Regions from separate parts of the Callithrix jacchus genome. Here region 1 is linked to region 2. Evidence: chromatin contacts called from public Hi-C data. All regions are on one chromosome and are shown on one strand. Each heading gives the region's core, a stretch centred on a gene start, on an enhancer-like site or on the middle of the called end of the contact. The rest is flanking DNA. Distances are from core to core; before and after follow the strand shown.

Region 1 (6,957 bases), core at 2,323-4,822, 390 kb before region 2:
CAGCTTCAACCTCGGAAGCCACACATACCTTTAGGGCCTCTGATATCTTCGGCGTCCCCGAGGCCCGTGCTGCTCAGAGCCTCACAGGTGCCGGTGCTTGAGAGTTGCACCTTGAAGCTGAAACTGCAGAGGGTTTTAAGGGCACCAGCTGCAAACATTTGCCCACAGTTCCGAAGCCCTCCACTGTGGAAGGCAGAGTAATGGCCCCAAAGGTATCTACCTCCTGTTCTCCAGAGTCTGTGAATTTGTTCCCTTACATGGCAAAAGGGAATTACAGTTGCAAGTGGAATTAAGGTAGATTAGTTGCACACAGACAGAAACACACGTTGTGTGTGTGTGTTGCTCACTGTTGTATCCCTAGCACGTAGGAAAGTTGCCTTATACACAGTAAGTGCTCAGTTTATCTTCACTGACTCAAGGAACTCACAACTTAGGAATCTATTTATTCCTCAAAACTCCTTAAAACTAGGGGATTCGATTCTCCATTTGACAGAAGAAAAGGCTGAGGATGGGGAGCTTAATGGGTTAAGGAGATTAGCCTCGGTTACCCAGGTGGACCCAATGCAATCACCTGTCCCTATAATGGAAGATCGGCAGGAGAGAGCGAACAGCGAAGGCAGGCAGGCAGCACCAGGGGGTCTCAGTCCAGTTTTTCTGGCTTTGAGGACAGGACGGGCCACAGAACAAGGCAGCTTCTGTCTAGCAGATGGAAAAAGCAAGGGACTGGGCTCTCCTGAGACCCTCTAGAAAGAAACACAGCCCTGCCAGCAGCTTGCTTTCAGCTCGGTGAGACCTCTGTTTACTCTTCTGACCTCCAGGACTGTACGATCATAAACGTGTGTTGTTGAAGTCACCACGTTTGCGGTCATTTGTCCCAGCAGCCCTGGGTCCAGTAACACAGCTGCCGCGGGGCTTGTGTCGGAGGCCTCGGCTGAAATGCACTGGGGGCCGGGTGGTGCGTGTTGGGTCTACTTGGCTTCTCATTTCCTTTCTGCTGTCTGGTTCTTTTCGTTATTCAAAGTGGGTGACTGGGGTCTCCAATTATTGTACAACTATTTTTCCCTCCAATTCTGTCCCTTTCTGCTTTGCATATTCTGCTAAGTGCTAAATGTTTACATATTCTTGCTGTATTGAATCTTTTCTCAATACACAATGTTCTTTGTCTCTTGTAACCTTGGACAAGAGACAGACTATTTAGACTGTTGAAAATCCTGAAAGTGTATTTGAAACACGCACGTGAAAGTGGCTTTATTTTTCTCAGTTGCTTTCAACTGTGTGCTGTTGAAAGTCCTTTCCCCAGGATAGAAGGTCTATTAACATAACCTAGCTTTATTCACTAACTTGGCAAGCACTTTTGGTCAGGCAGAGTTCTGTCTGTGCCCAGAGTTAATCAGCCTAACCCGCTGTCCCCAGGTCATCAGTGCAGCCTCACCTGGGTACTTGTTAGAAAAGCAAATTCTCAGGCCCTGCAGTCTGTGTTTAACCGTCTGGCTGGGAGATCCTAAGGTGTGATAAACTTTGAGAATCAGTGTTAACCGATCTGCAGAGAGATTTCTATTATTTCAAGAATTATATTTAAACATTTTTAATTTCTGGAAAAGATACTTTATTTTTTTGTGATTTTTAAGCTGACTTATTTTGTAGGCTCGGTTTTCATCATTCTACTGTCCTTTCCATCCCTGAAGTGGATTGACTTGGAACTGCCAGTGTTTTCTAATTTGGGAGTGTGAGCTGGTCTTAATAGGGACTTCATCTAAGGGAATCTTCTGTACCTTATATGAGGGTGGGTCCCCCAGAGTACTTTTGGATTTGCTTCAGCCTGGTGCTCTGGGGTGTCACCAGCCCAGGGCTGCTTTGCACACCCGTGTTTTGACTTGGGGTTTTTCTGGCCCACACATGTCATATACACCCTAAACCAATCACATGAGTATGAGCCTATGATGACAAATTCACAGCAGAATCATTTTTCCTATTTGGAGCCCAGGCCAAGTCTAATATCCCTGACATAACTGCCAGTGGGGGAACTTTCTTCTAGATGATGTTTACTGAGAGAGCATCCTGCCCTTGAAGGACCCCTCATTGGTGAATGTGGTGGGGACAGGTCCAACGCTTCCTCTCCAGTTACTCATGGCATTAAAACCCAAGTCCTGAGGCCAGGCATGGTGGCTCATGCCTGTAATCCCAACACTTTGGGAGGCCAAGGTGGGTGGATCACATGAGGCCAGGAGTTCAACACCAGCCTGGTCAATGTGGCAAAACTCCATTTCTACTAAAAATAAGTACAAAAATTAGCTGGGCATAGTGGTGTATGTCTCTCATCCCAGCTACTTGGGAGCTGAAGGATTAGAATCACTTGAACCCTGGAGGTGGAGGTTGCCGTGAGCAGAGATTGTGCCACTGGACTCCAACCTGGGTGGCAGAGCGAAACTCTGTCTCAGGAAAACAAAACCAAACCAAGCCCCTGAGTTAGTGAGAGGACACCAGTCCTTCCCAGGGCAGTCCTGGTGGGTGCGGAGCTCATGAACTTGTAGATCTAATTGTTAGTTCCTGGTTCATCTTTTGGCCTTCACTTTCTATAGGACTAACTCTGCATTCAAAGTCTGTTCTATTGTACTCAGCAATTCTGGGCATATTGCAGTGGGCGTGGCTTTCAGGTTACCTAGTCTCTCAGATTTCTGTAAACAGAAGTTCCCTGATAGCTTATTTTGAAATGTCAATCTCTTCCCTTCTCCACCCAGTGCAGGCCTAACCTGGTGTTTTCATCAATGGAGAGCGGGGTGGGGTGGTTGCACATGACTCTTCTGCCTCCTCAAACTGCTCTTCTAACGTGGGGGTTCAGGAAGAGGCGCTGGCAAGGCACGGCTGTGGTCAGCTCTCCTACTCTTGCTCTTCCGGTTTTAACTGCTGGTCCAGCTTACTGTCCACAGCTCCGCACAGGCAGGAGGTGACCAGATACCCTAGGCATTGATGAGGTTCAGCTGCCCCTGCTGACCCCCAGATGGTAGATTCATGGTGTGTTCTGGTGCCCAGGCCTCCTGCTCTGTGACCTGACCCTGTAGCCCTAGTCTCCTCTGTCGTCCAGGGCCTTCAGCCTGGGTCCTAGACACACGTGCCGCATCTATCTTCTCCCCTCTTGGATGCTGAGGACTCAAAGCTCCACTGTCATCCCCTCTCCTCTAAACCCTCTGTCCCCATTTCCTGTTTCCCTGGCTACAGGAACATGTGGTGATGCCCGTTTGCAGCAAACCAACCCGTGCTTAGAATTCCTCCAAACTCTCATGCTCTGAAGGCGTGTAAAAAGAATGCTCTGCAGAGGAGGAGAGATTTGTCCGTGGCCTTGATGTCATTCGAGATTCTAAGTGTCCAACTGGGGAAATAAACGTTTCCAGGTGGAAACAAAGGGGGCTGGAGAAAGCTGCCCACACCAAGCCCAGGATCTCTGTTTTGTGGGGTCTAGTGAGGGGCTCTCTGTCCCCACTGCTCCTTCCCTGCTCCAGCCCAGCTCTCCCTGAGGCAGATAACAGCAGGGAGAGGAGCTAGGGCTCTCCAGGTCAGGCTAGAGTCCTCAGTGGGAGCCTGCTTGGAGGTGGTTTTCTGCCTGAAAGCAGACATGGATGTGACAGCCCATGGATGCCAGAGTAGGGAACAGAAAAATGGTCTCGGACCCCATCTACAATAAAACTCTGTACAAAAGCCTCCCATCCAAGGGGCAGGTACCCAGAAAGTACCCCTTGTGCCTCTGCCGACAGCTGTACCAGCTTCATTTGCTGGAGGCGAAGAGGTGGCCACGTGGGCCTGGTCTGGCCGGTGTGGTGGGGTCTGCGCGCAGGACTGGACTGTGCAGAAACGTCTGTGTATTGTGCACAATTAGCCAAATAGCCTCTCCTCGCGGAACCAGTTCTTTCCAAGCAAACAGTAGATGAGTGGGCCCTGCGCCAGGGAGACAGATGACGGTGACGCTGTCGTGTTCCTCTGAAGCTCTTCTGGGGGACCACCCATCACAGCCTTTGCCTGCGCTGCTGGCTTTCAATTGCCCTGGGGCCAAACCCTGGAAATATCCTTGTTTATCTGGAGTTTGCTGGCCTGGCTCCTTTTCCCCCTCTCTCTCTTCTACCCTCTCCTCTCTTGGGAGCAAGCTGCCCACCCCCAGCCCTGTTCCCCTGAGCCCTGCATGTCAAAAAAGCCAAGGAGGTTCTGGCCTCAACTCAGCCCCGCTTAGAGGCAAATCGCCTCACCTGGGTGTAGAGGTTCTTCAGCTCTACACATTCCAGTTCCCCAGGGCCTGTGGTCAGCATCGGATGAAAGACTTGGGAGGGGGGAACTTGAATGCTGCTTCTGAAGGCTCATCCAGGGTGACAGCTCATCTCCCTCCTGGCTCTGGCTTCTCCCACCACATTGCCAGAGCCACTGCTCTGCCACTGAGGTTGGCCAGTCTGTCCCCCTTCCTGTTTACCCACCCCAGATGCCAAGTCTTTGGCAGGGAGTCCCATGCTGGGGCATGAGAAGTTTGAAGGATGAGGTGGAGAACTGTATCTACCAGGGAGGACCCTGCGTGAGGAAAAGATGAGACAGGGTGACACTCAGGAGATGCCACCTTTCAGGAGACGGACCTTGGAACGATGGCTTTTCCTTGGTAACTCTAGACTGCGAGCTGCCCTGGCCTCTCTCTGCTCCTGTGCCAGCCACAGGGATGTGAAGGTCGGGCTCTTCAATGTGTTGTTGCTGACAGGTGCCTGAGTACAGTCTAGAGGGCATCTGGCTCTGCTCTGTGACATTGATATCTGTGTAATTCAAGTGCTAGACATTTTGTTCCTGGGCACATGTCCCAAAGATTTGTACACAAAGGGACCAAGAAGTGATTTATCACAGTATTGTTGGGGACAGTGGAGAGTTAGAGGCTGGCATCCGTCACTGGGGAATGGGAGAGTGAAATGACAGATTGTCACATGGGTTACCCACAGCCACAAACAGGGTGGACACCCATCACTGTGGCTGCAGCCTTAAAATTGGCACTGAGTGAGGAAAGTAAGAAGCAGGACAAAATCTCTCACACCACATTTGTAGTCACCTGAAAATACAAACATACCATTCAACTTGTCAGGTTTCTCGAGTTTGCAGAGAAAAAGATAAAAGAAGCTTTCAGTGTCTCCCCATTGTTTGATGTTAGCTGTCTTTTTCATGGATAGCCTTTATTATGTTGAAGAATTTCCTTCTATACTTAAACTGTTAAGAGTTTTTTTTTATGTATAATTATGAAAGAATGTCAAACATTCCATCTGGAGTTAATTTTTGTATAAGGTGTCAGGAAGGGATCCAGGTTCAGCTTTCTGCATATGGCTAGCCAGTTTTCCCAACACCATTTATTAAATAGGGAATCCTTTCCCTATTGCATGTTTTTGTCAGGTTTGTCAAAGATCAGATGGTTGTAGATGCGTGGCATTATTTCTGAGGTCTCTGTTCTGTTCCATTGGTCTGTATCTCTGTTTTGGTACCAGTACCATGCTGTTTTGATTACTGTAAACTTGCAGTATATTTGAAGTCAGGCAGCGTGATGCCTCTAGCTTTGTTCTTTTTGCTTAGGATTGTCTTGGCTTTGTGGGCTCTTTTTTGGTTTCATATGAATTTTAAGGTTTTTTTCCAATTCTGTGAAGAAAGCCAATGGTGGCTTGATGGGGATTGCATTGAATCTGTAATTACTTTGGGCAGTATGGCCATTTTCACAATCCTGATGCTTCCTAACCATGAGCATAGAATATTGTTCTATGCGTTTGTGTCCTCTCCTATTTCCTTGAGCAGTGGTTTGTAGTTCTCCTTGAAGAAGTCCTTCACTTCCCTTATTACTTGTATCCCTAGGGATTTTGTTCTCTTTGTAGCAGTTGTTAACACTTACTTTTATATTCAGTCTCTCATGCTTGCTTTCAGTTTAATCTGTCTAGTTTCCTAATGTTGAAGATTAGGTTATTTACTTGATCTTTTTTGATGTGTAAGCATGTGTAGCTAAAAATATCTCTGAGCCCCATTCTAACTGTATGTAATAAGTTTTGGAGTGTGGTTTCATTTTCATTTATCTCAAAGTAGGCTCTAGTTTCCCTAACACTTTACCCTTTGATTTGCTGGTATTTAGGAATATGTTGTTTAATTTTCACATATTTGTGCATTTCCCAAATTTCTCCCTATTATAGGTTTCTAACTGAATTCCATTATAGTTGGAGAACATGTGTTGTATGATTTAAATCCCTTTACATTTATTGAGGCTTGTTTTATGGCCTAGCATATAGTTTATCCTGGATAATGATCTCTATGCACTTGAGGAGAATGTGTACTCTGCTGCTGTTGGGTGGAGTGTTCATAAATATCTGTTAAATACAGTAGATTGATGACATTGCTCTACTGTTCTAAGTTACTAATTGTTAGATCTTCTTGGTGGAGTGACCCTTTTATCATCATAAAATTCTTTCCTTGTCTCTAATAACACTTTTTGACTGAAAGTCAATTTTGTCTGACATTATTAGAGTCACTCCAACTCTTTTGGTTACTGTTGGTGTGGCATATCTTTTGCTATCCTTTTATTAATACTTTGAACCTATATGTGATTTTGAATCTAAAATGAGTCTCTCATAGACAACATAGTTGGATCATGTTTTTATTTTAAATCCATTCTGATAATCTGTGCCTTTTCATTGGAGAGGTTAATACATTTATATTTAATGTAATTACTGATAGGGGAGAATTTATGTCTGCCATTCTGCTATTTGCTTTTCTATAAGTCTTATATCTTTTTATTCTTCAATTCCATCATTACTAACTTCTTTTCTGTTAAAATATATTTTCTGTGTAAAATCTCAATTCCCTTGTTTTTTTCCTTAACAATATGTTTTTGAGTTATTTTCTTAGTGGTTTCCCTGGGAGTTTAACATGAAAATCTTAATTTATGACAATCTAGTATGTAATAATATC
Region 2 (6,136 bases), core at 3,250-5,749:
TTCAATCTGTCCACAGCAGATTCTTCCCCTCCCACCACTCTGCCCAAGATGAAATCAGCTTTGGCTTCTTCTCTCCTAGAAATTACTCATCAGTTTCTGGATTTATTCATGTAGGTTTCCTTGCATCCTCAACCTTTCATAGGCTTTTAAAACCCACGATTTTGTAGGGTTTCTTGCATGTTCTCATTGTTTGGGAGGGTGTGATGGTCTTTTGAGACATTTTACAATTTAACCAGAGAGAAAAGGGCTGGAGTTCATGAATTCTTTCCTCCCTTTGTTTTCTCTATGCGCTCTTTGTGGAAATCCTACTATTTGAATATTCAATTTCCTGAATTGGTCATATATTTTTAAAAAATATTTTGTCCAGTTTTAATCTCTATCTTCCTGCTCTACTTTCTAGGAAATTTCTTCAACTTTATTTTCCAGTCTTTCTACTGAATTTTTCATTTCACTGTCTTATTTTAAACTTGTATTTATTTTTTTTAAGACAGAGTTTCACTCTGTCACCCAGGCTGGATTGTAGTGGCACGATCCTGGCTCACTGCAACCTCTGCCTCCCAGGTTCAAATGATTCTCCTGCCTCAGGCTCCTGAGTAGCTGGGATTGCAGGCTCAAGCCATCACGTCCAGCTAATTTTTTTGTATTTTCGGTAGAGACGGGGTCTCACCATGTTGGCCAGCCTAGTCTCGAACTCCTGACCTCAGGTGATCTGCCTGCCTTGGCCTCCAGAAGTGTGAGCCACTGTGCCTGGCCATGTTTTAAACTTTCAAGAGCCCTTTTCATTCTTTGAATGTTTTATGGTATCTCATTCTTGTTTAATGGACGTGATATATTCTCATATCTCTAAGACTAATAGCATTTTTTTGACGTTTTCTTCAAAAAAATTTCTGCACGCTCTGTTTCCTTCAGTTGCATTTTTCTTTTGGTTTTTGTCTCCAACATATTGTGGGATGAATTTTGTCCCCTCCAAATCCATACATTGAAGCACTAGCCCTCAGTATTCTGGATAATCAAGAGAATTGATGATAGAATATTTCTTTCTTTCTTTCTTTCTTTCTTTCTTTCTTTTTTTTTTTTTGAGACAAGGTCTCACTCTGTCAGCCAGTCTAGAGTGCAGTGGTGCAGTCACAGCTCACGGCAGTCTTGACCTCCTTGGCTGAAGCGATCCTCCAACCTCAGCCTCCCAAGTAGCTGGGATTACAGGGACACACCACCACACCTGGCTAATGTTTGTATTTTCCACAGAGACAGGCTTTCACCATGTTGCCCAGGCTGGTTTTTCTTTGGGGCATTGAGCATCTGCTTCCAACAGTCTAAAGGCTCAAGCTGGTTGTCTGAAGACTTTAAAACCCCTGGTTTTATCACCATGTGTGAGATATGGATCCAAGTTTGTTTTTTTGCATGTGGATATTCAATTGTTCTAGCACCATTTGTGGAACTTTAAACATGCATTTAAAGGTGTGTATGCATGCTGGTTTGTCAGTGGGATAGACTGGGCTAGTTATTTACCTATATCTCTCAGCTCTAAATCTTCCTTCTAAACCCCGCTCTGTGCAGCTGGGGCTGGGGCTCTACAAACCCTGTGTCCTAGACTCCCTTGCCAGTTGACTTTCTGTCAGCTCTGCAAATAAGAACTGTTAAGAAGGGACTGGAAAACAGAAGGGAATAAGAAGAGGCTTCCTTCTTAATTGCTAGCTTCTGTTAGCAGCAGCCAATGCCATGGCCCTAGCTCCCAGTCTTCACCCGAGCCAGGTGGGACCCCTTTGAGAAATAGAGTTTCATCCCTCCACCTCCTTCACCTGCCAGTTTGAATGTCCTCTGTGGAGGTCCCACTGCCTACTCGTCTGTATCCTCTTCTCAGAGGTCTCGGCATCAGCCACAGGACTCTCCTCTTCTCCGTGGTACAACCAGCAGCTCCAAGCCCTGCCACAGACCCAGAGCTTGGGAATCAGCCATAGAGAGCCAATCCCCTGGGATCCCAGGGGCCTATCCTCCAAGCACCTGCATTCTGGAAACGTGTTCACCTCTATTTCCTACAGTCATGACACCGGTAACTCAGTGCTCCCTTTTGGTTTTTTCTTAGCCCTTCAATACCTGTGTAAGTCTGCATGAAGTCTCCACTGTTTGAACAGTGCGATTCCCTGCTGAGCCCTCACAGATACGCTGCGAGCCCAGTAGCCCTCATCCGCTAGATTCAGCCGTGTCAGGAATGATGTGGGGTTTTTTTTTTTGTTATAAATTTAACTCCTTAGATGGATACATGGTGAGCCTCAATAAATACTTTTTAATCCATCAGTGCAAGGACTGGTTGTTGAAAGTCAGCCAAGAGAACAAGTTTAAATCTAAGCTCTGACATTCACAGCTCGGGTGACCTCAGCTTCTTTTTTGGAAATGAAAATGTTTTCTGAGCACTTTTTCTGTGCCAGGTGCTTCCAGATGTATCTCATTTAACCCTCAGAACATATCTCAGAGGAAGACATAATTCTTACAAGTAAGGAAATAGAGGCTCAGAGAGAGACTGGCTTTGGGCTCAGTATCTTTGTCCATTCTAGGCTTTCCATGCTGCTGTTCTAAGGCAGGGGAAATGGGAAGGGCTTTGCAACATTCGCACTGAGGCCCTAAAATATGAACTGGATCTTGGAAGACAGCTCCGCAGGCTTCATCCAGGCCATCTACCTTGCAAATGGCGGGCTGTGATTCCCACACCGCTGGAGTTCAGGAACTGCCAGAATCCAGAAGGCATTTTCTGTGCATTTCATGTAGTTCTCTATCAGTTGCCTTTATCTCCTCATCTACAGACTGATTATATAAAGTGTATCATTTGGATGAAATTAGATACATAATTCTGAATGCATTCTTCCTTGGAATAAATTATCTGAAGTTCAGTATTTTATTCTTACTAATAAATTCCAAGCAACACTCCTACTCATAGGCCTGGCCTTCCCGTGCCATTCCCTTTCCTTTCCTTTTTCCTTTTCCCTTCCATTCCCTTCCCTTTTCTTTGTCTTCTCTTCTCCTATCCTCTCCTTTCTTCTTTCCTTTACACAGAGTGGCACTTTGTCACCCAGACTGGCGTGCATGGTGTGATCTTGGCTCACTGCAAGCTCCACCTTTCAGGTTCAAGCAATTCTCCTGCCTCAGCCTCCTGTGTAGCTGGGATTACAAGCACGTGCCACCACGTGTGTCTGGCTAATTTTTGTATTTTGAGTAGAGATGGGGTTTCACCATGTTGACCAGGCTGATCTGAAACTCCTGACCTCAAGTGATCCATGCGCCTTGGCCTCCCAAGGTGCTGGGATGACGGGTGTGAGCCACCGCGCCCGGCCCCGTACATTTCCTTGCTGGCCACCCTGCACACTAAGTTGCCATAGCTGCCTGGCCATCTGACTTGTCACTTTTTCATCCCTGACCTGACCTAGTGTGTCTGCTTTTGCATGCCCAAGGGGTCAGATTCTTCCACAGAGGACAGCCTTGCTAGGTCCAGGTTAAGGACTCCTGCTCAAGCACATGTAAGATGCAAGCCTGATGGTGTCTGGGTCCTTCAGTGGTATTCACGGCAGCCTGCGGAGCTGTCTTCCAAGATCCAGTTCATATTTTAGGGCCCCAGTGTGAATGTTGCAAAGTCCTTCCCATTTCCCCTGCCTTAGAACAGCAGCATGGAAAGCCAAGAATGGAAAAAGAGACTGAGCCCAAAGCCAGCCGCTCGGGTCATGAGGTATGCCGGCTCCACATTGCTCCACGTGGCTCCATGTCTGTTGCCTCCATGTCTGTTCCAACCCAACTGGGCTGGTGCAAAAGGAGCTCAGGGGGTCCTGCTCATCACTGGATCCCTTTATTTATGCTGTTGTTTTAAAGAGAAAGGATCCCCATGAAACGTCAGCCACAGGAACTGGGGACCTGTCAATGATCCCAATAGGTAAGGAGGACTCATTTGCAGGGAGCTTGAGGGGACCTTTCTACCACTCACAGTGACCAGTAGGAACAGGACACAAGGTGATGCCAAGCCTGGCACAGCGGCTGAGTATCTTGACTCATCCCAAATCCCAGAGTAAATTCAGGGCACCTGAGGCAGCTGCCAAGTGACAGATGTCCTTTCAGAGCAGATCTGGACAAGGCCCTTGTTTATTTCTCTCCGTCACCTGCCCCTCCCTCTTTAAAAACCTGTGCATTTTGTCTTCTTTTTCCCACTTTTGTCCTTTACAGGAACATGAGAGCCACCTGGTGGAAGGTTTTATTAGCAATGAGGACAAGGGAGAGTTTGGCAGCTTGGCAGAGCTACAGGTTGTGGGGAAGCAGCTGAGACAACAGCCCGAGAGAGGCGATCTGTGCTTCCCTGGGCCACAGGGCAGGCTGACATATCAACTGCACAACAGGGCGTGGACCAGAAGGCTTTGCTCAGCGCGAGAGACAGGCTGGGTCACTTACTTTCTCACCACGCATGGGGGCTGAGTGGAGGCCAGCAGGCGAGGCTCTGAAGCAGACATGGCTGTCGCTGTGAGAGCAGGGAGCCAAGAAAACTAGCAACAAAGCAAGCAGCCTGCTCTTGGAGCCAGGCCCCAAGGGGCAGGTGTGGGGGCCTCCATTCAAGTGTCAAGTGGGAAAAGTTCAGGCACTTTGCAGAGATTCCACCAATCTTGTGTTGAAGCCAGGCCCCGATTGTGACAGCAAGGGGCCAGAGTCTTTTACCAAAAGGTAAAGGAGGGTACTCAGATGGGACAGGTGTGGCCAAGCAGTTCTACCACCTTGGGCGAGACTTCTCCTAACTGGGATTAGGCGCTCTCGCTGAAAACTCCACCCCTCCAGCAATCCTCTGCGATGGCCTGTGGTTTTCCTAATGCCAGTCCCAGGAAAATTTATAGCCTTAAACACCTACATATCTAAACAAGGAAAGAAAGTGTCCAGCTTAAGAAATTAGAAAAGGAGCAATAAACCCAAGGAGAGCAGGAAAAAAGAATATAAAGTTGGAAATTAATAAGCATAATGGTCATTTTGGGGGTGGGTAATGGAGACGAACTACCGTATAGCTTATTCCAGAAGTAAAGTTAGCAAGCGCGATCACACATTATACACGAAAAGGGCAAAATAAGCATGAATACAGAGACACTAATCATTCCAGAGGATTCTACAATAACCTAGACAAATACACTTGAAAACTTAAATAGAGGAAATGATTTTCAAAAAATATAGATGACCAAAATGGGCCTTGAGATAGAAAACTACGCAACAGACCAATACCCACGGAAGATGTTGAGAAAGCTTCAAAAAAATGACCTCCCAGCCCCACCCTCAAAATCTGTTAAGTTTAAATGGTTTCAAAGGTAAATTCTTTCAAACTCTCCAGGAGTTTATAAATCTGATACCATCTGAAGTATTTCAGAACGAGAAAAGAAAGAATCATTCCAATTTCTCTTTATAAACTGGCACAATATTCATACAGAATAATTAAGAAGAATGCAAATAAAAATATGTAGAAAAAAATTTTAATAAAAATTTTTTGCTAACCCACTACACATTCATTAAAATAGGCAAAATCCAGAGCACTGACAACACCGAATGCTGGTGAGGATATGGAGCAACAGGAACTCTCATTCATTGCTGGTGGGAATGCAGAATAGTGCAGACACTTTAGAAGACAGGCTGGGCCAGGCGCGGTGGCTCACGCCTATAATCCCAGCACTTTGGGAGGCTGAGGCGGGTGGATCACGAGGTCAAGAGATCAAGACCATCCTGGTCAACAAGGTGAAACCCCGTCTCTACTAAAAATACAAAAATTAGCTGGGCGTCGTGGTGCACACCTGTAGTCCCAGCTACTTGGGAGGCTGAGGCAGGAGAATTGCTTGAACCCAGGAGGCGGAGGTTGCGGTGAGCCAAGATTGCGCCATTGCACTCCAGCCTGAGTAACAAGAGTGAAACTCCGTCTCAAAAAAAAAAAAAAAAAGACAGGTTGACAGTGTTACAAATGAACATACTCTTATCAGACAACCCAGCAATTGTGCTCCCTGACATTTACCCAAATGAAATCTCTGTCCACAGAGAAACCTGCACATGAATGTTTATGAAAGCTTTTTTTCATAATTGCCCAACTTTGGAAGCAACCAAGATGTCCTTCAGTAGGTGAATGGATAAATAAACTGTG

What was found. Hi-C and Micro-C count contacts between places; a contact is called where the count stands out from the background.
Region 1: a contact with region 2 is called in a Hi-C map of skeletal muscle, with 6 times the contacts expected there. The contact joins two enhancer-like sites. A contact is called at or near these places in 2 of 3 Hi-C or Micro-C datasets (both in skeletal muscle).

What each region holds. Positions count from the first base shown.
Region 1 is chr6:9,928,091-9,935,047 of calJac240_pri, reverse strand. No RefSeq gene overlaps it. Among named protein-coding and RNA genes, the nearest start is that of LYSMD4, 33 kb to the left of the region's middle. Within about 2 kb of position 3,572, at least 2 of the 16 cell types and tissues checked have an H3K27ac peak or open chromatin away from gene starts, as enhancers often do. A contact at or near this core is called in skeletal muscle, where this site is marked.
Region 2 is chr6:9,541,419-9,547,554 of calJac240_pri, reverse strand. LOC128932313 (a long non-coding RNA gene) reads left to right here. Exons shown (of 3, transcript XR_008481976.2): 3 at 1,246-2,294. Among named protein-coding and RNA genes, the nearest start is that of ADAMTS17, 29 kb to the left of the region's middle. Within about 2 kb of position 4,499, at least 1 of the 16 cell types and tissues checked has an H3K27ac peak or open chromatin away from gene starts, as enhancers often do. A contact at or near this core is called in skeletal muscle, where this site is marked.